2 separate regions of the Rattus norvegicus genome follow, and region 1 is linked to region 2. The links are chromatin contacts, called in public Hi-C maps. All regions are on one chromosome and are shown on one strand. The core of a region is the stretch at or near the end of the contact, and the rest is flanking DNA. Distances in the headings are between cores, read along the strand shown.

Region 1 (6,986 bases), core at 1,927-4,426, 360 kb before region 2:
GCTCTGACTCTCTTCTCTCTCTTTGACCCCTTTCTGCCTCTCTCCCCTGTCCTCTGCCATTTTCCTTCTACACGTGTTCCTAGCCAGCCTCTTCCCTTCTCTTTCTCTCTCTGTCTTCTGACTCCTCTCTTTCTCTGCCTCTACTCCCTTCCCAACTCCCCTTTCCATTCCTCCAAATAAACTTTATTCTATACTTAAAAAGAAACAAAGAATAAACAAAGAGGATGGAGCTTCTAATGTGACTTACAAGTTATGACAACTAATTTTAAAAATTAGGACGCTCAAAGGGTTGGTGACTTTGCTGGCAGTTAGCTGCTCCTGGATGTTTACAAATCTGTTCCTGACTATTTAAGAGAATGAAGAGGTTTTACAAAGTAGCAATCAAAGAAAGGAGGAAGAGATAAAAATCTCAAGAAGCATAGAGTCCAAGTCCACATAGTATATAATTGTGTGCCTCAAATTTTAGATTATATCATATATTTCAATTAAACATATAATTCATTAATTGCAAATGTGATTTTCAGTATGATTTTCAAGATTCTATTTCTTTTTATTTTGTGTGATGTGTGTTTAGGCTACATGTGCCTGTGAAGACCAGAAGAGGACACTGCATCATCTGGGACTGGAGTTTCAGGTAGTTATTTACTACCTTATAAATAACAAGGTAGGGATTGAACTGAAGTCCTCTGGAAGAGTAGCCACTGCTCTCAACCACTGAGCCATCACTCCAGCCTATCAGGAAAAACTGTCCTAAACCGGACAGGACATTAAGGCTATAATTATTTCACTATTTGAAATAAGGTTTAACCAGAAAGTTTACATGGAGTTAAAAAGTAACTAAATATTTAAAATGAGTCAAACTGAGTGTGCTTTGTTCAGTTCAGGTCTGTTAAATATCAAGGGTGGACTTGCATAAGATCAGCACTTAAATCGGTCAGCTATCTCACGCTGATAAATAACAGAGGGGCAGAGACTGCCTTTTAAAACTAAATGATTCCAAGAAGGCAAAAGTTGAGCCCTCCTGACTCATATTCATGAACACACACTCATGTGTTTCCATCTGTTTGCCCGTCTATTCTTTTATAGTAAAACCTGCACAAACACCAAATCCATTCTCATAAATAATTTCAGTGACTGATATATACAGTATTCGGGTAAGAAAACACATGGAAGGACAGAAGAGAGTCTATTTAAGTGGCAACGACAAATGCCTTTACTACTTTTCTCTTTCTAGTGCAGATACTTGGGTTAGGAACAAAGACTGTTAGGTAAGGAGCTTAATAATCATCAACCTTCTTAAACCAAAGGACAAAACAACCACTGTAGGATTTTGATCTGTCAGCAATCTCTCTTCTAGTTCATTCATCACAAGGTCCCTAGATTTAACAAGAACCCACTTCAAAGACCACGGGAAACCCACCTCTTCAACAAAAGTCCTCTTTGAGCCTTTGCAGAGTGATTGCTTCTTTTACTCTTTATCCCAGAGGCGAATTTCAGGTTTGCTGATATCATAATCTTGAACAATAGACTTTGAAATTCTAAATAATTATTGCTTACTTTTTCCCCCATTGCAAAGTTACTGAGATTCCGGTAATATCACAGTGTTGGTTTTTGTTTATATTAAAATAAGCATGAATTCAGGAAACATGATGCATAATTTTGCTTACGTCACAGTACAAAAGAATATTTAGGAATAACAGAACCTGAAAATATGGTGTTTAGCCATGGCGAGATGATTCTTGCTGCCAAGACTGATAAAACTTGATTCTGAAAACTGGGCTCACAGGGTGGAAAGAGAGAGACCCAACTGGAACGAGTTGTCCTCTGGCCTCCTCATGTTTGTCAAGGCATGAGCTCCACATAACAACCACAAAGAAAATAAATATAATACATCTCATGACCCTGCAAGTTCAGGTAGGAATCTGGAGAGATGGTTCAGGGGTTAAGAGCACTTATACCCTTGCTGAGGACTCAGTGGATTTGGTTCCTAGCACCCATGCCAACTCTGACTCCAGAGGATCCAAGGTTCTCTTCTTCCCTCCGAAGACTCCTGCAAACACATGGTGTACATATATTCACTGGATCAGACATACTTACATTAAAAGTTCTTTAAAAAAAACTCCAGAAAAGAGCTCTGACGGTAAAATTTTTAAAAGTAGGATTTATGGTAATTGCCAGATTGATGCAGAAAACGTTTATGAGTGCTTTTCAGATTCTCTTCAGTGTGTTATGATGTAAGAAATAAACTTTGGTTGTCACTTATTTTCTCTGCTGGCCTGCATTCCTTTGTGCATACTCAGGGACAACTTTTGATCTAAATACTTCTTTCTGCACTTATAGTTAGAATGACTCTTAATTTTACACATGCTAGGGTGATCTTCATCACATGAAACTGTGGTAATGTGGTCTTCTGTTGTATGGATGAAGGAACCAGAAGACGATACGATGAGCAGTGTCAGGTCCCTCTGTAGGAGCACAGGTTCATGGGCGGCAGCTTGTTTCAGGTCACTCATTCTCTGGGACCTTGTCTTTGACTGTTGGACTTCAGGTCCTTGCCTGCTTCCCACAGCACTAGTGTGCCAATTACTTGGACACAAGCGTGTCATGTGCCACTTTGTATTGTCAGTCATGTAAGCTGACTCAAAGTTACTGGAAGCTCTTTCCAAATCTTATATCAGAAGATAAAAAACAAGGGACATTGTTATGACTCAAAATTTAGAAATTTCTTGTTTATAACGTTTTAGAGAGATCAAAACAGATGTACTTTTGGAAAATCTAAAATAATAAAGTCAGCAATGTTATTATGTGCATGCAGATTACATAAAACTTCTCCGTAGCCACAGAAAGTTTGTTGTGGCACAGAGACGAAGAAACAGAACTGAAAGGATTTGTTCATTTTTTGCATGTGATAATGATTACCAGAGTCATAACCATCAGAAGTGAGTACCAACTACAGGCAAATAAAGTTTCACAGGCCCCAGTGAGCAGAAATTGCTTAACACAAGGGCAGATTACTGTGTTTTGACACATGGAGAGAGAAATAAAAAGGATCAAGGGTTCCTTCTCACCAGACTTTAGAAGTGAGAGAACTCTGTGTCACTCTTCCTTTTATGTTGAGCCCGAGGACTCTCAACTAACATGGGTTTTCTGGCACAAGGTCATTTCCTTAAATATTCCAACTTCAACCACTAGATGTCATGCAGAGATCATAGAGTAAACTGTCTTGGCTGCTTATTACATTAATCATGGCCAGTTTTGTAAAGTCAATATTTAAGGTAGTCTGGGGGAAATGTCTGATTGGTATTAAAGGTGTAGAACAGCAATGCTTTATTTCATATTATGTTTGATGTTTGCAAACACTTCTGGCAAATATAAAAGACTCACCCTACATGTTATAGAATACTACTTCACAAACCTGAAAAAAAATGCAGATTCAGAGGTTAAAACAATCTGAAAGTTTGTCAAATCAATAGTATAACAATGTAATATTATATGGTAAGAAACTGTGAATCCAAACAACTAGAGTGAAGGTGTCCTAGATTTATTTTTAAGGATTTGAACCTTGGAGTCATTTGGATGAAAAATTAGCTTGGCCATATACTAAATGAGTAAATCTAGTATAACACTTTGAGGTAACTGTGAACAACTACAATGGAGTGATTGTGAAAATTCAGGGAAACACTCGACATAGATCATTCAGAAGACTTCTTGGCATATTGTAGGTGTCCAGTCAATCACTCTGATTGCTTCAATTATGCCTCTATCATAAATGAGACTGCTGTATAAGGTAGTTATGGAACCAGATTAGAAAACATAATTTAGCAATGGAATGTGAACTCATACACAGAATAAGAGGTAAGGTTGATCCTAAAGAATTGCTAGTTCTTCAGGAATACAGAAAATGGGACTCTGGTCCATGAGGATCTTTGAACATATCTTGAAAGAAAAAAAATGAAGTTTGACTCAATTGTTACATAAGATATGCTTGGTAAGTGTGCTGGGTACCTGGTTCATCTACCCATTAGGGTTTGTGACTTCAAATGTTTGCTTTCTAATATTACTTTTTAATTCTCTTACTCCTCAGGTTTTCTTGTGCTTCTTCTTGAGTTCAAAATTTTGAAGCCATGGGTTATTATTGAAGTTATGAGTTTATAAGTTGTTGCATGGGGAGGTCTCTGAGAACCCCAGGACAATATAAGCAATTGCCACTGTGGGCTGCCCACTAGAAACACATACTAACACCCTAGTGTTTTAGGCACCATATGCATTTGTATAAGATATAGAGAACACCAGCTGGGTGTGAGGTGGGATTTTCTTCCTTGGTGTCTAGCCCTCATAGTACCAAAGGATGCTATAAAGACTGCTAGGAGAGTTGCTCTCAATACCTCTACCCAAGATGTATGAAGAACAAAACCAGTTGAAAGAAACAAAGAAAGAAACCAAAGAAACAAGTAGCATTGTCTGATAAGCTCACTGGTGCAGTATTTGAAAAGTTTGTTTAGGAGGTAATTGTCCTCTCTCTGATCAGATCTGAGGTCAGCCTTTCAGTAGGCTCCTTATGCCTGGAACTGTAAACATGGACTAGGGACATGTTTAAAGTCTATAGTAGGAAAAAAACCTGCTGTTGTTTTGTGCTAAGTGGACATGATTTTCCCTCCAAATGGCATTCTAAATAAACATATTTATTCCCCGAGCTTAGTGCTGCCATCTGCTTTGGATGAAGATGCATGCATTGCAGTGGGTAATGGGTAACTGCAGAGTCATAACTGGCCAGAGTGCTGAAAATACATGACAGTTAAAGGATTATTCACAACTGCGATGTCTATACCCTCCCCGAGGCCCAGAGAACATTGTGTACGTGAGAAAAAGACAATAAGAAAAAGATGGTAAGACAATGGATATTATGGCATTGTGGTCTTTAGGCACATCAGATTTGTGTTAACGTGACCAAAATATATTGCATATATTTGTGGAGTTTACAATGAAATAGTAAGTAAATAATATTTGTCAATAAAATATAAGAAAAGAAGGCAAGAGTAAACTAGCATTATTATGATAATAAATAACAATAGTAAACCATCTCTTAATGACCTATCATTATAACAATAGATTAAGGCATTAATCAATCAACAGTTGGGAAACTCCTGATTGTAGTAGATGAGGATCCACACAGGGACCCACAATGGTGAAAGTGAGGAAGATAACAGATTGCTCAGTCTTTATCTGTAGACATAGACCCATTTCCTCCTCAGGGCAATGGAGGAACTGTTCTCAGTTACTGGGTAAGGGTAGTCCAGGTTTCTCTCTAATAAGTTGACCATTCTCCAGTGGGAGGTAGCACATCCAAGAAATTTTATGTAGTGCAATTTGGCCTTGATGGTGGACAAGGGGATGCCAAATAAAGTGGACAGGGAAGGGGATGGGGTTGAGAAGAGCTTAGGGGAAGGTGATTATAAACAAGGCACATTGTATGAAGGAAGCTCACGAAGAAAGTTTAAAAAATGTGAAGTAACACACATGTTGAATTGCGAGCTCATTGATTAAAGGGGCATTTTGCTGTATGAATGATAGAAGTTGATAAAATTTATCCCAAGGGAAATTGCATACTTTTTCTCCAGGCAACATTGATTTGTCAAGACTAAACTTAACTCATGTAGTTAGATATGTATCTTATAAACGTTCCTTTGCTTTTTCTTGTTCTTGTTGTATCTGAAAACTTGATCACAATAGTGGGTTAGGGTATGGGAAGATGGTAGAGGCAGAGGGATCAGAAGTTGGGTTTGACATTGTGCCTCTTAGAAATTTGAGAAGTTATACCTATGAGGTGTCACCAGTATGGCTATCTGAACATAGAAATGCTAACCACATTAATAGACATGCTAACACAAATGGAGGGACACTCATAAGGCTTTACATTATAGAAAACTATAGACAACTAAAAATGTTGAATGAAGAAACACACACACAAACAAACACACTGCTCATAACTTTCTGGAGAATGAAATCATAATGAATTTGCCATATTTTTTTTTACAAACACAGCAATGATAAACCCAAGTAGTTTATTTTGAAATGATTGAATTTTTCAGGAATATTGAAAGCAATTTTCATGATGAAATAATTTAGAAATATCGATATATAAAATAGCATTGAAATTATAGTCTAGAAAACAAATTGAACACATCAAGACTATCCAGTAATTGATGAAGACATGACATACTTCAGGTTGGCAGGCAGAAAAGAATCTCATGGTGTCACATACAGGTTGGCACAAGGACTTGCTTGAAGTATGGCGTATGGTAGAAGACAAATATTTCCTCAGTTCAGGGAGATGTTGAACCCTCATCTGAAAGGCTCCTTACAAGTCCTAAACATATCTAATGTTTTTTATAACTTATTAAACTTACTAAATTATTTTATAAACATACCAGCTTGGTTATATATTTCCTAGAAATATTTTCTCATCAAATGCACATGCTTGAATCTTTAGTCATTGTTAAAAAGGGTTACAGTGACTAAGATTAGGAAGTAAAGAATATAAGACCACATTTTATTGTGAGAGCACAGCTTGATTTCACCTGTGAATATTCCAACTACACATTCTCATTGTTTACTATTAAACTACTGCTTTATTGAAAATCATGTCTATAGAACTTGTTTGGTAAGACCAATAAAATAAGGTTCCTTCCTTCCTTCCTTCCTTCCTTCCTTCCTTCCTTCCTTTCTTCCTTTCTCTCTCTCTCTCTCTCTCTCTCTCTCTCTCTCTCTCTCTCCTCTCTCTCTTCTCTCTCTCTTTCTTTCTTTCTTTCTTTCTTTCTTTCTTTCTTTCTTTCTTTCTCTCTCTCTCTCTCTCTCTCTCTCTCTCTCTTTCTTTCTTTCTTTCTTTCTTTCTTTCTATACTCCAGATATTATTCCACTCCAGGTCCACCCCCCTCCCGAGGGGTTCCACATCCCATACTTCCTCTCCCTCTCCCTGTCTCCACAAG
Region 2 (7,065 bases), core at 299-2,798:
GCACCAAGTCCTCTGCATACATGTCGTAGTTCTTTAGCTTGAGGTTTTGTTGGACAATGGCAGTGGGGGGTGTCTCTAACTTCTTTGCCAGCTCATGGGACTTCATCTAGTTTTGACTGAGGGCATGTGCCTAGTTTTGTTGAATCTTAGTGTACCAAGTTTGATATCACAAGAAGGCTTGCTTTTTTCTGAAGGGAAATAGAGGAACAGTGGATCTGTGGGAGAGGAGAGGTGATATGGGATCTGAGGGGAAACATGGGATGGAGGGGAGACTGAAATGCCTATATATTGGATTAGACAGACTGAATGAATGAATGAATGAATGAATGAATGAATAGAAAATGTAGGGATCAGGCCATCATTTTCTACTTTTCTCCTGGCCTTGTTCTCTCCTGTACTCCCACCATAATCTTCCTCTAGCAATGTGTATAGCATTCTAGGGACTTTCAAACTTGTGGCTTCAAATTCCTCCTCACTCTTCCCACAAACCAGTTCTAAACATGTAAAGCCCATGCTTTAGGCTAAATTCATTAACACCCAACTTTATTGTTCCTAATTATCTGTATTAGTTACTTTCCTTATTAAAGAAATAAGGAGATAGTCCATCATAGTGGGAACACTATATGATTAGGTGATGAGTCAAGTCATTACATTGCATTAGATTAACCGTGCATCAATCAACGATTGTATCAAAACTAGATATTTAGCAGAATTTTACTCCAATAAGCAGAAATATACAGAGGTAACTTACTTTGTGAGTCTCTTAAAGTATAGAAGGGAGACAGGTATTCAGAAAATGTCCTATGGCTTGGTAGAACTACTACTATATTTAAAAATTCTAGGAAGCAAACAGAGAAGGCCCATTCAGCACAAAACCACATGTAAAGCAGACATGAAAAAATTAGTACGCAGCATTGGCAGATGGAATGCAACAGATAGTTAACACACAGCTACACTCTCTGCTTTGTGCCGAGGAAATAGTTCTAATGTATACATTACAAGACCTTCTGAAGGTCATGTGGGGTTGAGAAACTTAGAATGGTGAGAGAGATTCTGGTAGGATTAAACATCAAACTAAAAATCCAAAAACTGAAAAGTGCTGTGTCAGCAGAGAAAACATGCTGTTAAGAGCTAAATGATTACCCCTTATATTATGTAAATTGAAGCTTTAATACTCATTGCAGAGGTTAATAGTATAGGATTAGTGTCATTATAATAAAAGACACTAGAGGGCTCTGCTTGCATCTGCATGAGAAGACATGCTGAGAAAACAACAACCAGAAACCCAGGAGTTGAGTGGACTTCTGGATTGCACATATGTGGGCCAATACATTCAGATCATCTAAGACCCCAGTCCTTTGTATTTTATTGTGAACATCTGAGCTTGTGAGGACAGAGTAAATGATATCTGATTTTTAAAAAAGAGCATGTATATAATTCATCAGCTAAATGAGCCATCTCAAGGGAAGAAATGTGATTATATCTAGAGAAGCACCACCATTTGGAAATAACAGAATGGAGGAAGTCCTATGGAATGATGGAATGAACTAGGCTGTAGCACTTAAGTGAGGCTGCAGAATCTTATGTCTTCAGTAAAGCTATGGTATGTGTGGTCTTTATGTAATGGGAGGAACTGAGCCTCCAGCAGTAAGAGATTATATTCTTTGCACTCCTACCTCAGAAACAGGGTGGAGATGGCTGGGAGCAAGAGACACCAAGCCAAAGAAAACTATTCTTTTGCCTCGAGACTCTAGCGCTTACAGTTGATATTGGAACAAGCAAAGAATAACTGCATTTCGTATGCGATAAGGTCATGAAATTGAGTTTATGAGCAGTGCAGTGCTATGGACAGAATCCAATGTCTGACAAAATTTGAAGTTGATAGTCCTTAACCCAAAGCTGTTGTATTTGAAGGAGGTAGGAATTAGGGTTCAAAAAAATCATGTGCTTAGAGCTTTGATCTGATAAGTCTACAGACAGAACACAGTCATCTGTAACTCAGGAAAATGACTCACGCCAAGAAGACTCACATCCTCTATTTTGAAATTACTGTAAGCAAATATATTTAAGAAACCCTATTTATAGTATTTCTTATGGAAGCCCCAGTGGTCTAATAAACAGGACTAAATAGTCTTATTTTAAAATGATTTGAACTAACCGTCTCTTACTAAATTTCTCTAACCTCAATTGTATAAAAATATATATTTTTTTATTTTTGGAAATGTCAGTTCATTCCTTCTGAGATAGCTGCACAAACAATTCTTTTGAGTGAAGCATTGCAATATGATATAGGTGTGTTTTGCAAATCAGCCATGATTCTTCACAGAAATTCAAGAAACAACTAATCCTTAGTAATGAAGTTGTTCACATCATTTTTCTTATAAAATGTTTCTTGATTTTACACTCCCACCAGGACAGATGATGACATTAGAGCCTGGGGAATGAAGTGACTCCATATTGAAACTATATAGCGTAAAACTTACATTGGAAGTCACTGGTAAATATGTCGTAAAGTATGTTGAAAGTGAAGAGTACGTTTCTTTTCTTAAATATGTTACACAATTAAGAAAATAATACCTTCCTGAAATCCCAAAGTTGTTCAGATTTTCTAGGGAGCCAATGATTTTCCAAAAGCATGGTATACATTTCTTTATAGTTATTATTAGAAAAATAAATCATACTGCTCAAAAAACTGAATTACTTCACAATTCATAACCCAAGATTGCTAGTTACACACATAAACTAGTGAGTGTGAAAGGCAATTCAGAGAGATAACTATTTGGATTGCAACTGTCAACTATCTTGGATTATATTTGATGTGTGTGTGTGTATGTGAGGGTGTGTGTGTGTGTGTGTGTGTGTGAGAGAGAGAGAGAGAGAGAGAGAGAGAGAGAGAATGTGTGTGCGTGCATGTGTGTACACGTTCACCCACACATGCATGCCTGCTCACACACACATGTATTTACAAGTTTACTCTTTTGCAGAATTTACTTTGTGGATTTCCCCTCTTCTGTACTTCTTTTTTAAAGTATGTGAAGAAAATAAAAGCATAAATAATATTCAAGTGTCTTATCTTGTAACAAAATCCTTTTTTCTTGATGTTTTGTGCCTCATTTCTACAAAAGGACAGCTCCTAACACTGTTTAAATAAAACAAAATTTTATCTCTAGCATAATAACGGTTGTACAAAGGGGGAATATTTTAACATTAGTAGTTATATAAATTACAATTTCTAAAATTAAGTTTAAAAATGAAAGCACTGAAAATTTTAATTGCTTTTGATTGTCACTTCTTTTTCAAGGGTCATTCTCTAAAATAGCATATAAAATTAAGATTTTTCATACTAATACAGTAAGCCATGTTCTACATTTAATAAATATTTTGCTGGTAGCTGGGTGGTGCCGAGCACACAAAGTAGTCCTGTTGAGTTCTGTGGAGTTGAGTCAGGTCTTCTGGAAATGTTGCATACTTATCACTTCTTTTGTCTTCGTGAGACAGATACTGATCAGGAACATTCAACCCACCAGTGCTGCCTCACCTGTCAAAGACGTGCCAACCTGAACAAGAAATCATTTCCATTCAATTAGCTCATGTTTGAAACTAAAGACATTAACGTATCATGGTTTCATACTCAATTCTAAAACCAAGAATTTGGTGGAGGAGTCATGTTTGTTTTAGATTTCTAGCAATACTTGTTTTATTGGGGGTGGGTGGGTGGAGTTGGGTCCTTTGGCCTCTTCATGTAGTTTCTGTGCCAGGATTAGCTGGTCATTGTTCATGGCGATTTGACTCTCTCCAGGGAATATGTAGCCATTTGAGGCTCAGGATTGGAAATCACAAGGCATCATTTCTGACGATCCACTGGCTAAGACAAACAATGTCTGCCCAGGTTCTAAGCACGTGGCATTTCAAACCTCTTTAAGGGTCACACTCAACGATTCTCTAGTTATCTTTATCAGCTTCTATTTCTATAGGCCACCTGGCTCATAGGTTTGAAACTCTTTTTCCCCCTTGGATAATTTTTTGTATTTACATTTCAAATGTTATCACCTTTCCCCTCCTCCCCTGTCCCCTTTCCCTGTCCCTCTTTCTGTGAAGCTCCTTCAATCCTTTCTCTAACTCTTCCATTGGAGTCCCCTTTTTCAGTCCGATGGTTAGCTGCAAGCATCCTCACCTGTATCAGTAAGGCTCTGGCAAAGCCTCTAAAGAGGCATCCATATCAGGCTCCTGTCAGCAAGCACTTCTTGGCTTCATCAATAATGACTGGGTTTGGGGGCTGCATGGGGGATGTCCAGGGGAGTCATCTCTGGATGATCTTTTCTTCAGTCCCTGCTCTACTCTTTGTCCTTGTATTTCCTCCAGTGAGTTTTGCTGGAATACACAGCTAAACAAAGAATTCTCAACTGATAAGTACCAAATACCTGAAAAGCGTTTAAAGAAATGTTCAACATCCTTAGTCATCATGGAAATGCAAATCAAACAACCCGGAGATTCCACCTCATACCAGTCAGAATGGCTAAAACCAAAAGCTTAGTGACAGCAGATGCTGACAAGGATGTGGAGAAAGAGGAACACTCCTCCATTATTGGTGGGATTGCAAGCTGGTACAACCACTCTGGAAATCAGTCTGGTGGTTCCTCAGAAAATTGGATATAGTACTACCTGAAGACCCAGCTATACCACTCCTGGGCATACACCCAAAAGATGATGCAACATATAACAAGGACACATGTTCCACTCTGTTCATAGCAGCCTTATTTATAGTTGCTAGAAGCTGTAAAGAACCCAGATGTCCTTGAGCAGAGGAATGGATACAGAAATTACTATAAATTTACACAATGGAGTACTACTCAGCTATCAAAAACAATGACTTCGGGGCTGGGGATTTAGCTCAATGGTAGAGCGCTTACCTAGGAAGCGCAAGGCCCTGGGTTCGGTCCCCAGCTCCGAAAAAAAGAACCAAAAAAAAAAAAAAAAAAAACCAATGACTTCATGAAATTCATAGGCAAATTAATGGAACTGTAAAATACCTGTTTTAGGTTAACTATTCTTCTCACTGTCAATCATGCACTGTTCTCATTTCCACAGTTACCAACAAAGAACATAGACTGTCAAGTCCTTATTGAGGTTTTTTTTTTCCTTTATCATTTATTGTAATGTTAACTGAAGGCCCCAAAACTTGGTGTCTGAACATAGCCCTGGGGCCCTGTCCCCAAGTTAATTTTGATTGGTGAACAAAGATGCCAACAGCCAATAGGTAGGCAGAAGACACATATTTGGGGCTGAGGTTTCCTGAGCTTGGGTCCAAGATAGTAATTAGTAGGGGTTAGCGTTAGAAAGTAGATTCTAACAACATGGAGGATAGGCAGCCACAAAGCTGTTGTGCTGCTTAAGGTTTGTTGTAAGTATAAAGACTGTAATTTTGCTTTTCTTCCAGGAACTCAAAAACAAAAGGTGGGCTAGATTCTGCAGGCCTGGATTTTCAATAATCTTATTGCAAGGTCATGTTACTATTGGGAATATTTGAAGAGTTGTCCATAAATTTCCTTCCAATTTTCCTTTTGTATATTTACATAGTAGTTTTTTTTCTTTTATTGCATTATTTTTAATTTGCACTTCAAATATTGCCTCCCTTTTTCTGTTTTCCATCAAGAAAGCCTCTATCCCATCCCCCCCTTACCCTGCTCTTATGAGGGTGTTCCCCCACTCACCCACCCACTCCCTCCCACCTCCCTGCCCTGACATTCCCCTACACCGGGTCATCAAGCCTTGACAGGACCAAAGGCCTCTCCTCCAACTGATGCCTGACAAGGTTATCCTCCACTCCGTATGCAGACGGAGTCACAGGTTCAACCTTGTGTTCTCTTGGGATTTTTAAAGAAAAATTCACACACAACCAATAAACTTTAAGATGTACTGGTACATCATAATTTTGATTTCAGTAATTTGTGAAGAACTTTACAATAATAGGATCTCCAGTGCTTACAGAAAGAGGCAGTGAATTATTGTTCATCATCTCATGACCAATGTGGACATGTTTAGACCTCATGTATTTAAGGCACTCACTGAAGTAACCACTCAGGCTTAGTGAGTAACTATCAATGAAAGTTTTTACAATAAAATTCATATCATCTGAGAAATATTTGGGTAGGTTCCCAAGGTTCCTCGTTACCTTCTTAATCTTCATTTCTAAAGAAAATCATGTTTTACCCCCCTTGGGTCAAGATTTAGTATACCCTTAACATTTTATAGATTCTAGAATGGTATATAATAGTCAACCTCAACATGCAATTATAAAACTCATGGGAAACAGAAGTCAAACAAACAAGGAAAAAATATCTTCAAATGCACATTGAGCACATCAGATCAGCACCCTCTACACTTCACCAATCTGTTCCTAGAGAACACATCTAATTCAAAGGAACTTTAGTCACTTTATTAGCAGACACCACAGGACCTGAAAAATATCATCATCCTTCAACACCACCAGTGCCCTGAATTTGTCATTGGAAAACTTTCAAGACAGCAGTGAATAATTTCCTTTCCCGGGCCCATGGAAATCACCAGTTCACTGGTCCAGCACAATAAACACAACCATTCAGAAACATTTTAAAATGTATTATTAAAATTTATTCTTGATAATTTCATACATTAATACAGTGTATTTAGATAATGTTTTCCTCAGATCCTCCCTTCAACCCCTCCCACACAACTACTCTTACATCCCCTCCAACTTCATGTCCTCTTCTACTTTTAAAAACATGCTAAATCCAGTAAGCAATGGTCATATAGGTAAAGACACCATCAGCTGGAGGTCTGGCAACCTACCAAGGATGACAATACAAAAAGCAATGTATGCTTTCATCCCTAGAGGACATCAATTGCCATCAGTTAGAGGTCAAACCAGTGAATCCCTTTGTTCTTCATGTTGGGTATTTATTGCCCTGATCTTGTGCAGGCCTTTTCTTTGAAAATGAAAGCCACTGTAATTTCTTAAGTGTTACATCCTTGTCATATTCAGAATATAGTAATGATTTCAGAACAGTGTTCTCCAGTCTCTGGCTA

Evidence for each region. Hi-C and Micro-C count contacts between places; a contact is called where the count stands out from the background.
Region 1: a contact with region 2 is called in a Hi-C map of kidney, with 8 times the contacts expected there. The contact joins two enhancer-like sites. A contact is called at or near these places in 6 of 12 Hi-C or Micro-C datasets (the A7r5 cell line, the Rat2 cell line, Schwann cells and 3 more).

What each region holds. Positions count from the first base shown.
Region 1 is chr11:39,302,366-39,309,351 of GRCr8, reverse strand. No RefSeq gene overlaps it. Among named protein-coding and RNA genes, the nearest start is that of N6amt1, 770 kb to the left of the region's middle. Within about 2 kb of position 3,176, at least 6 of the 93 cell types and tissues checked have an H3K27ac peak or open chromatin away from gene starts, as enhancers often do.
Region 2 is chr11:38,941,599-38,948,663 of GRCr8, reverse strand. No RefSeq gene overlaps it. Among named protein-coding and RNA genes, the nearest start is that of Adamts5, 410 kb to the right of the region's middle. Within about 2 kb of position 1,548, at least 2 of the 93 cell types and tissues checked have an H3K27ac peak or open chromatin away from gene starts, as enhancers often do.